2 separate regions of the Sus scrofa genome follow, and region 2 is linked to region 1. The links are chromatin contacts, called in public HiChIP or PLAC-seq maps. All regions are on one chromosome and are shown on one strand. Each heading gives the region's core, a stretch centred on a gene start, on an enhancer-like site or on the middle of the called end of the contact. The rest is flanking DNA. Distances are from core to core; before and after follow the strand shown.

Region 1 (5,475 bases), core at 2,015-4,514:
AAGCAGAATTGCCCTGATTCTCGCTCCCCCGCCTCTGTTGAAAGCAAAGGTGGAGTCAAAAACTGTCAAAATAGGTGTCAATTTATCTTTAAAAACACAGTACAACATGTGGGAGAGCACAGAAATACAGAGAATTAGTCTATTTATCTAAGACAGAAGCAAAACAGTAATACACACCCAAAGGAGTAGTGAGGGTGCAGGTGTCCCCCCCTCAGTTAGGGTCTGCCAGAGAGGTGACTTAAACCACTCATGTGGAGTAGTTCTTCTGCTCTGTCTTCCTTTAGCTAATTATCTTGCTTTATCTTTCACACCTGACCAGACCCAGGGCCCTCCCTGATCTGATCTTTTGGCCAAGGTGGATTCCAAAGCAGAGCAGGGTGGGTAGGTTATTTAGACTTATTATGGCCTGGCACCCCCTCCCTCTCTGACCCAGAGGGGGGTCTCTGCGCATGTGTAGTTGGGGTGTCCTTGATCCTGAGGATGGGGAGTACCTGACCTCTTTGTTCTTTTGTCCAAGAGGGCTCAGCCCCTCTTTTGATCCTGTCATTACCATTGTTTAACAAGTTCACAGAAGTTATTTGCCTTGTGCCTATTGTATTTCTATCTTGAAACATAGACAGGTGGCTGGTTGTAAATGTGAAAACAAGAGGCTAGTTGTTATGTGTCTATCCTGGAGCGCATTTATCTTCTGCTTCAGGTTCATACAATAAATTCAGCCTGATCCTACTTTATTTGCCTTCCACCGTTATTCCACACTCTTTTAAAAAATTGCTCTATAAAGAAGTTCCCGTCATGGCTCAGTGGTTAACGAATCTGACTAGGAGCCATGAGGTTGCGGGGGTTTAATCCCTGGCCTTGCTCAGTGGGTTAACGATCCGGCGTTGCCGTTGCGGTGACCTGTGCTGTGGGTCGCAGACGCGGCTCAGATCCCAAGTTGCTGTGGCTCTGGTGTAGGCTGGTGGCTACAGCTCCGATTAGACCCCTAGCCTGGGAACCTCCATATGCCATGGGTGAGGCCCTAGAAAAGGCAAAAGGACACACACACACAAATTTGCTGTATAAAAAAAAGAAAAAAAAATTGCTCTAAAAAATAATCTCTTTAAAAAAAATCCTTCTATTCAAGCTTCCACCCATATAATCTCTGACCTCCATTGATCTACTTACTGTCTCAAAACCTGTAATTTCTTCTTAAGGTTTGGAGCTTGTAGACACACAGAAACACAACCTGAATGTTGAGAGTTAAGTTTTTCGTTTTTTTGTTTTTGTTTTTTGTCTTTTCTAGGGCTGTACCTGCGGCATATGGAGGTTCCCAGGCTAGGGCTGTAGCCACCGGCCTACACCAGAGCCACAGCAACGTGGGATCTGAGCCGCGTCTTCGACCTACACCACAGCTCACGGCAACCACGGATCCTTAACCCACTGAGTGAGGCTTCCTAGTTGGATTCGTTAATCACTGAGCCATGACAGGAACTCCGAAAGTTAAGTTTTATTTGGGGCGAGATTAGGACTTAAGTCCAGGACAAACTTCTTAGGTAGCCCTGAGAAACTGCTCTGAGGTGAGGGAGGAAGCTAGGATATATGAGTTTTTGCAACAAACAGGAGGTAATAAGAACGAAAGATTTACGGATAACCAGATTTACAGAAGATGATTTATGGAAAACCAGTTTTTGTGGGAAGCCATAAAGGTCTTTGTGTAATCACTCTGTTGATATGGTTTCCTGAGTTCCCTCAGGGCTGACTGGCCCACCCTTGGCAGTAGCTGTTCTCACAGATGACATCTTTTGTTTTGTCCACTAACTTTCCAAAGAGGAAAGGAGGAATATCAAGACATGTCATACAGGTGAAGGGGGAGGTGCATGTAGCCTTGCACACATTTTACAGAAGTTTGCTGCTGGTCTTGTGAAGGTTACTACTAGTCACAGACATTAGTCATCATGAATGAATTTCAGTGTTTTTCTAGATATGAGAAGATGCAATAATTGGGCTCATAAAACCTTCCCCTAAAAATATCTAATAGTCTGAAGATCTGTTCATCCACTTTTCCCAGAGCGCAGAAGCCTCAGTCCTGGTCTCCACCCTGAGCTTAGGTCAGGGGGTACTGTGGGTGGGCAGCTGCAATAGAGGCTGATGGCAAGTGCTAAACTTCAGTTAACAAGCTCCTGTAAATCCATAGGACTTTCATAGACAGTACTTTCTTTGGAAATGAGTGCCTTTGAACTTATAAGTTATAATAGTTCTTAGTACTCATACCTGCAACTCAGGGATTTGGGGCTTTGCCTCTTGAAACGCCAATAGAAACTGACCATTTTTAGTGGTGGGGGGCAGGCACGTGAAGGCACTTCCAGCAAGACCAAGCATTCCCCACCTCCCGGTGGGGGCATCTCCCAGACAGCAGTCCGGCCTCCCTGCCGCAGCCAGACGCACGCCCGTCTGCGCTGCCCACTCTGGTGTGCACCCCCCTGACCCGCTCCAAGCACCGCGTCAGCGAACAGGGGCAGAGGATATTGAGTCAGGACAGAGGCCTGCTGACAGCAGTCTTAACCTTTGCATCCTCCCCAATTTCTACACATCGACAGTCAGTTAACTTTCTTCAGATGGTGGCGGGAGTCCCAAGAGGCCAAGGGACCCCGTGAGCTCAAAGGGCGGGGAAGAGTGAGGCCTCCGAGGGGAAGGACAGGCTCAGGAGGGTCCCGCTGATTGTGACGAGCCCGGGGCGTGACAGCGAAGCGTAACGGCCTAGGGCGTGGCCTCGCGGAATAGGCGGAGCCGAGGCGGGGCGGGCCTCGTAGGGTTGCTCGACCTTGGGCTGGATCTCTTGGGGTACGAAGGACTGGGGCGTGGCCTTACGGGGCTCTGTTGGGCTGAGCGCGGGGGCACACGGAGTTATGGTGGGCAGGGCGTGCCCTCACGGGGCTTGACGGCCGGGGGGAGGGGTGGGGCGGGCCCCCAGGGGTTTGACGGACATGGGGCGGGGCCCGCGGAGTGTAACAGGCGGGGCGGGTGTGTGGCCTCGCGGGGTAGGGAGGGCCGGGGCAGGGAAGGTCTGAGGATTATGAGGCTGGGGGGCGGGGCCTGGAAGGGAGTCTCACGGACTGGGGCGGGGCCTCGCGGGGTATATAAGGGGTTGGGGGGCGTGGCCTCGCCGGGTATGGATGGCTGGGGGCGGAGCTCGCGGGGTATGACGGGCCGAGGCGGGCCCTCGCAGGGTGTGATAGGGTAGGGGTGGGACCCCTCGGGTATGACGGGCTGGGGCGGGGCCTCGCAGGGAATGACGGGCCGGGGGTGGGGCGCCGCGCAGCCCGGGGCGCGCAAGCAGCACGCGGGAAGCACCGCTGCGCGCGCCCTGGCCCCTGGTCCCAGTGGGCTGCGGTCCGCGCGCAGCCGCGCCTCCCTCTCGGAGGCGGGAGGAGCCTGCCGCAGCCATGTTTGTGGCGCGCAGCATCGCGGCGGACCACAAGGATCTCATCCACGATGTGTCTTTCGACTTCCATGGGCGGCGGATGGCCACCTGCTCCAGCGACCAGAGCGTCAAGGTGCGCGCGGGGCCGAGCCCGGAAGTGGGGCAGGAGCGTGCGGGGCCCGCCATTGGAGCGGAGAGGCGCGTGGAGAGTTCGGTCCTCCCGATGTGAGGCGTACTCCTGGGCACGAGGCCTGGAGGTCGGCCGGTGGGCAGCCTCTGTCTTCCCCCCGGGTATTGTGGGATCACCGTCGCCCGAGGCCGCAGGGGGCGCGTGCTTGTACGCATCACGGCGGCGTGCGCGCCCCCGCGTGGGGGACGCCGGGCGCGCGGGTCAGCCCTTCTCGGTGGGAGCGCTGTGGCTGGCCCGTACCCGGGCCCTGGGTCCCAGAGTCGCCATCCGCGCCGTTTGGGTTTGTCCTCGCGGCGTCCCCGCCCTTCCGCAGACAGGCCGCGCGGTGAGAGCTCGCTCCTCCGGCTGTCGAGTTGGCTTGCGAGGGGCTGGCCCTCCGCCCTCCGTTTGGGTATAGCGTTAATGTCTGTTAACAGAACAGGTTTCCTTACCCGCTGAGTACTCGGTCTTCTAGTAGCTTTGTGCGCCAGCAGTGTTGCAGTGAAAATCATCATTAACTTAGCTTGTTGTATTTCTCCGGTGATTGCCTTAGGCACATTCCAGTAGAGAAATGAGTGCATCTTTTAAAAGCTTTTGAGAATAATCTGTAGATTGCCTTGTTGGGCTTGTATTACAACCGACGTAGAAGAGTATTGTGTTATTATCGTCCATGTCGGGCATCATCAGTGCAGTTCAAATTTTTGTTGTTTTGTTGTAGTGAGTACATATAACAAAATTCTCAACCACTTTTAAGTATACAGTCCAGTGGTATTAAGTACGTTCATATCTTTGTGCTACCGTCACCATCATCCATCTCCAGAACCTTTTGATTTGGCACTGTGCCCATTAAACATTCACTCAAAAGTCCCCCTGCCCTTGGCACCCACCTATCTGCTTTTTGTCTCTGAATTTGACTCCTCTGGGGACTCCTATAAGTGGAATCTTAAAATATTTATCTTTTTTGTGACTGCCTGATTTCACTTAGCATAATGTTTTGAAGTTTATACATGTAGCATGTATCATGATTGCTTTCCTGTAAAGGAAATATTTAAGTTAAACTTAAAAATTTTCAAAGGCTTATTGTTGGAGTTCCCACTGTGGTACAGAGGGTTAAGGATCTGGCATTGCCACACCTGTGGATTGGATTTGACCCCTGGCCTGGCTGGAACTGCCATCTGCCCCAGACACAGCCGAAAAAGGGGGGCGGGTGCTGAATGTTGTACACACCACGTTTTACTTATCACTCATCTGTTAGTGGAGATGGGTTTCCTCTACATTTTAGTTGTGAATAATGAATGCTGCTATGAATGTGGGTAAACAAACACCTCTTCAAGATCCTGTTTTCAGCACTTTTGGGTGTAGATTCAGAAGTGGAATTGCAGGATCATGTGGCAAATCTTTTTTATTAGAGGAGTTCCCATTGTGGTGCAGTGGAAACGAATCCGACTAGGAACCATGAGGTTGCAGGTTCAATCCCTGGCCTCACTCAGTGGGTTAAGGATCTGGCGTTGCCCTGAGCTTTGGTGCAGGCCTGCAGCTACAGCTCTGATTCAAACCCTAGCCTGGGAACCTCCAAGTGCTGCAGGCGCAGCCCTAAAAAAAAAAAAAAAAAAATTTATTGGCGTATATTTCATTTACAATGCTGTATTAGTTTCAGGTGTATAGCAAAGTGAATCAGTTAAACATGTGTATATGTTTATGTCTATGTATCTATCTATCTATCTTTATCTCAAATTTTTTTCCCCATATAGATTATTGCAAACTATTAAGTAGATTTCCCTGTGCTATACAGTGTTCTTGGGGCAATTCTTTTTTTTTGCTTTTTAGGGCCACACCCGTGGCATATGGAGGTTCCCAGGCCAGGGGTCGAATCAGAGCTACAGCTGCCAACCTGTGCCACAGCCAT
Region 2 (5,475 bases), core at 814-3,313, 130 kb before region 1:
CTAACAACAAAGAAAAAGATAAACAAACTGAAAAATGAACGACTCTTTTTAGTGGGGTCACAGGGTAAACGGCAGATACACAGACTCACAATTTACCAGATTGGAAGCCCACGTGCAGAAGTTCCCGCAGCAGGAAGACCCAGACAGCAACTCCTGGAGGCTCGGGGTGGACAAGGCTGACAGTGACAAGGTCCAGGTCCCCAGGTCGGGGGAGGGGGGAGAGGGAAGGGGCACATACTTGTGAGTTTTATCTCCAGGAGCTCGACCAGAGAAAAACTCTCATGTTTCTGCCGGGGGAGGGGAAAGCAACTTTAGGGTTCACCAGAGCCCTCTGTCCTTCTGAACAAGGTCTGACCTCAGTAGAAACTCTTCCCAGAGCCGAATCCGCTGGGGTTTTATCAGAGCCTCCTCTACCCAGAAGAAGGGAAGTATACAACCCCAGCCCATGGCAGCCGTCTCATCTTTCCTAACAGTGTGAGGTCAGGGGGCGGGGAACAAGGACCACTTGTGAAGGACACAGCCCAGGGCACAGGCTCACCATAGTTGGGATGCCTCCCTACCCCTCATCCCCTCATCCCACCACTACAGGCTTCTTTATCGCAGTTCCTTTACCCAGAACATCACATCCTGTTGTAAAGGGAAATTAGAAAGCACACCAAAGGCAAAACACATAATTTGAAGAGACAGAGCCAGCTTTAGAACCAGACGTGGAAGGGATGTTGAAATGACCAGACTGCGAATTTAAAACAACTAGGATGAAGACAAGGGCTCTAGGAGTTCCTGTCGTGGCTCAGTGGTTAACAAATCCGACTAGGAACCATGAGGTTGTGGGTTCGATCTCTGGCCTTGCTCAGTGGGTTAAGGATTCAGCGTTGCCGAGAGCTGTGGTGTAGTTTGCAGATGAGGCTCAGATCTGGCATTGCTGTGGCTCTGGCATAGGCCGGTGGCTACAGCTCCAACTAGACCCCTAACCTGGGAACCTCCACATGCTGCAGGTGCGGGCCTCAAAAGACAAAAGACAGGAAAAAAAGTATAAACTTCTAGTTAAAAAACAAATGTCATAGTGATGTCATGTACAGCACAGGGAATACAGTCAATAATGTAATAACTCTGTATGATGACTAATGGTTATTAGACTTACCATGATGACCAATTTGTAGTGCATATAAATGTCAAATCACCATGTTGTACATCTCAAACTAATATAAAATTGTATGTCAACTACACTTCAATGAAAACAAGTTTTAATGGAGTTCCCTGGTGGTGCAGTGGGTTAAGGATCTCTAGCATTGTCATTGCAGTGCCTTGTGCTGCTGCTGTGGTGCAGGTTCCATCCCTGGCCTGGGAAGTTCCGCATGCAGCCAGTGTGGCCCCCCTAAATTTTTTGTCTTTTTCAGAGCCACACCTGTGGCTATGGAGGTTCCCAGGCTAGGGTCGAATCAGAGTTACAGCTGCCGGGCTATACCACAGCCACAGCAATGCGGGATCCGAGCCACGTCTATGACCTACACCACAGTTCATGGCAATGCCGGATCCTCAACCTACTGAGTGAGGCCAGGGATTGAACTAATGGATACTAGTCAGATTTGTTTCTGCTGAGCCATGGAAAAAAAAATTTTTTTAAGGAAATCCAGGAGTTCCCGGTGTGGCACAGTGGTTAATGAATCCGACTAGGAGCCATGAGGTTGTGGGTTCGATCCCTGGCCATGAGCTGTGGTGTAGTTTGCAGACGAGGCTCAGATCTGGCATTGCTGTGGCTCTGGCATAGGCCGGTGGCTACAGCTCCGATTCGACCCCTAGCCTGGGAACCCATATGCCACAGGTGCGGCCCCAGAAAAGGCAAAAAAAAAAGAAAAAAAGAAAAAAAGAAAGAAAGAAAGAAAGAAAATCCAAGAAATGTGAGACAACTACAAGAGGTATAAGGGTATAAGATATGCAAAATGGGAATACCAGAAGGTGAAGTAAGAGAAAAAGGGAAATAAATATTTGAAGCAATTACGACTGAGGGACTTTCCGTTGTGGTGCAGTGGTAATGGGGAAGCTGACTAGTATCCGTGAGCACGTGGGTTTGATCCCTGGCCTCATTCAGCAGATTAAGGATCTGGCATTGCTGGGAGCTGTGGTGTAGGTTGCAGATGTGGCTTGGATCCCAAGTTGTTGCTGTATCTCTGACGTAGGCCTGCAGCTGTGGCTCCGATTCGACCCCTAGCCTGGGAACTTCCATATGCTGTGGGTGCTGCCTTAAAAGACAAAACAAACAGAGAAGAAAAAAAAAAAAAAAAAAAAAGACAGCAGACATTACCTCACTCTGGTCAGAATGTCCATCATCAAAAAGTCTACAAATAATAAATGCTACAGAGGGTGTGGAGAAAGGGGAATTTTCCTTTACTATTGGTGGGAATGTAAATTGGTGCAGCTTGCAGGATCCAGGGTGGGAAAAAAACCCTCTCTGCCAAATACCACTGATGTGCTCTGACCAATGATTGCTTCTTCTGATCACAGAGATGCACACAAACAGGTGGATGGTCAAGTTTTTGCATATTCCTCTGTTACTGCAAGTGAATTTGAGGGGATTTAAAGGGCTGGTGCCATTTGTTTCCCCTTCATTTTACTCTTTCCTTTTGGGAACCAAACATTAAAGTCTAGGTCGATCAGAAGCAACCACATATATGGGGGAAATTAACAAATCACCATCGTGCAAAGAGAAAGGCATGGGCTAAAAAAAGACCTGAAATGACCTCAATTTACACCTCAGGCTGATCTGTGGCACAGAGACAGCCTACAACAATCAAAAATAAGGAAGGGATGGAGAGAGAAAGAGAGAGAGGAAAAAAGGATAGAGAAGAAAAGAAAATGAAAATCCTGGAGTTTCTGTCATGGCTCAGCGATAATGAACGTGACTAAGATCCAGGAGAATGTGGGTTCAATCCCTGGCCTTGCTCAGTGGGTTAAGGGCTGGTATTGCTGTGAGCTGTGGTGTAGGTCACAGACGTGGCTCAGATCTGGCGTTGCTGAGGCTGTGGCTGTGGCCAGCAGCTGCAGATCTGATTTGACCCCTAGGTCGGGAACTTCCATATGCCACTGGTGTGGCTCCAAAAAGCAAAAAAAAAAAAAAAAAAAAAAAAAAAAGGAAAGAAAGAAAATGAAAGTCCTGAAGATGGGGGGAGGGAGAGATTCTGATTTCCAGATGTACTGCATTATTAGATTCAAATGTCTAGTTTTCAACAAAGAACCTGGATGGCAGATCCACTTGACAAAGTCTTTAAAACAACTGTCCTAAAGATGCCAAGGAATGAAAAGATGTGAAGTCAAGAAAATGATGCAGGAACAAAATGGATAGAGAAGAACCTGAAAGAAACCAAGAAGAAATTCTCCAGCTGAAAAGTAAAATAACTGAAATGAAAATTTCACTACAGGGATTCAGGGGCATATTTGAATAAGCAGAAGAATCAGCGAACTTCACGACAGGACAACTAAATCCTGGGTCTGTGGAACAGAAAGCAAAAAGATTGGGGCAAAGTAAGATCCAAATGGCCAAACAGCACATGAAAAGATGCTCAACACTGGGGAGATACAAATCAAAGGTATCATTTCCCACTCACTAGGATGCCTACCTTAAAGAAAAAAGCAGAAAATCATGTGTTGGTTAGGATGCTGACACTGGAACACTTGAGCACTCTTGGGAGAAATGTAAAATAGTACAAGTGGTGTGTAAAACAGACTGGGAGGTCATTAAAAAAATTATAAATAGGGAGTTCCGGCTGTGGCACAGCAGCTTAAGGATCTGGCATTGCTCCAGCTGAAGTGTAGGTCCCTGGCCTGGGAACTTTCATATACCATGGGTGCAGCAAAAAGAAAAAAAAAGTTAAAAATAGAATTATCATATGATCCTGCAATTACACTTATGAGGATATACTGAAAAGAACCGAAAGCAAAATCTGGACACCCATGCCAACTGAAAGCAGCATTATTTGCAATTGTTAAAATGCGGAAGCACCCAAGTGTCACTAATGGATGAACAAAATATGTATGTATATGTAATAGATTTTTTTTTTTTCTTTTTAGTTGGACTCTTAACCTGCTGAGCCTAGTCAGGTTCATTAACCGCTGAGCCACGATGGGAACCCCTGTTTGTCATTCTTTCTGCCCACGCCGCCCTGGAGAAGGTGCCCCGAGTCCCATCCCTGCAGATGGACGCTGCCTTCCTGTCATGTGATGCTGTCTCAGGAGCTGGAGGTACATCACTCCAGTCACGGCCCAGGTCATGCTACCAAAGTAACACAACATACGGGAGAAGCCCATCAGTGCAGATTCACAGGATTGGCTCCGAGCATGCAGGTTTGGGTAGAGATGTGGAAGGTTAATGACGCAAGAAAGCACGGAGAAATGTTGAGAAACAGCCTCAGAGTCAATATTCTCAGGCAAGGCATCGGCTCAGATGCTACCTTTTCTTCAAAAATCTGCTTTACATTCCATAAACATGACTAGTGTCCCTTTATTTTATTTTTTATTTTTTATTTTTTTTGTCTTTTTGCTATTTCTTGGGCCGCTCCCTTGGCATATGGAGGTTCCCAGGCTGGGGGTCTAATCGGAGCTGTAGCCACCGGCCTACGCCAGAGCCACAGCAACGCGGGATCCGAGCCGCGTCTGCAACCTACACCACAGCTCACGGCAACGCGGATCCTTAACCCACTGAGCATGGCCAGGGATCGAACCCACAACCTCATGGTTCCTAGTCAGATTCGTTAACCACTGAGCCACCACGGGAACTCTGACTAGTGTTCCTTTAGAATGCCCTCGGCCGGCATCCCATCACAGCCTCTGCCTGGCATAAAGCAGTGTCTCTGAAATGACAGTTTTCTGTGAAATGATATTTTATCATCACGAGAGTGACTTTTTTTCTCCCTTTCTCTCAGTATCTTTAAAGCCTAGCCAAGGCTCATTAAATAATCTCCTCTGAAACTTCTACTATTTTCAAATATCTTGAAAATGGAATAAACCAAGAACCACACAAATGCTCTTGAAGAAGGAACTCTGAGGAAGTTCACAGCTTTGCTCCATTTGTGACCTCAGTGGGCCCAGCGTGTCCCCTTTTGTGGCCATTGTTTAAGCTGTGTGATGTCACTTCATCTTGAATCACAGCTGGGATTGCCCTAAATGGAGATGGGTTTGAATGAGCTACACAATTGTAGCTTAACATTCTTCTTTTTTCAGTGACAACACCGGATCCTTAACTCACTGTGCCACAGGAGAACTCACTGAATTTCTCTTTTTAATTTACAATATATCGAGACATCCTCACGTCACTTTTAGTGTACCTTTTAAATAATTATTTAAATGTGCAGTTTTTGTTTGTTTGTTTTGACTTCACCAGTGGCATGTGGAAATTCCTGGGCCTGGGGTGGAACCTGCACCACAGCAGTGACAAGCTGGACCCTTAACCTACTGATCCACTAGGGAACTCCCAGATTTTCT

Evidence for each region. HiChIP or PLAC-seq counts read pairs in DNA pulled down with a chosen protein or histone mark.
Region 2: a contact with region 1 is called in an H3K27ac HiChIP or PLAC-seq map of alveolar macrophages. The contact joins the enhancer-like site here to the promoter of CEP192 in region 1. A contact is called at or near these places in 1 of 5 promoter capture datasets (fetal liver), 15 of 47 Hi-C or Micro-C datasets (adipose tissue, blood, brain and 7 more) and 2 of 2 datasets of contacts at active chromatin or transcription factors (alveolar macrophages and skeletal muscle).

The regions. Positions count from the first base shown.
Region 1 is chr6:96,731,589-96,737,063 of Sscrofa11.1, reverse strand. CEP192 (centrosomal protein of 192 kDa) reads left to right here and starts at 3,264. Exons shown (of 54, transcript XM_021096019.1): 1 at 3,264-3,533. The coding sequence starts at 3,423.
Region 2 is chr6:96,856,144-96,861,618 of Sscrofa11.1, reverse strand. No RefSeq gene overlaps it. Among named protein-coding and RNA genes, the nearest start is that of CEP76, 35 kb to the left of the region's middle. Within about 2 kb of position 2,063, at least 3 of the 83 cell types and tissues checked have an H3K27ac peak or open chromatin away from gene starts, as enhancers often do. A contact at or near this core is called in alveolar macrophages, where this site is marked.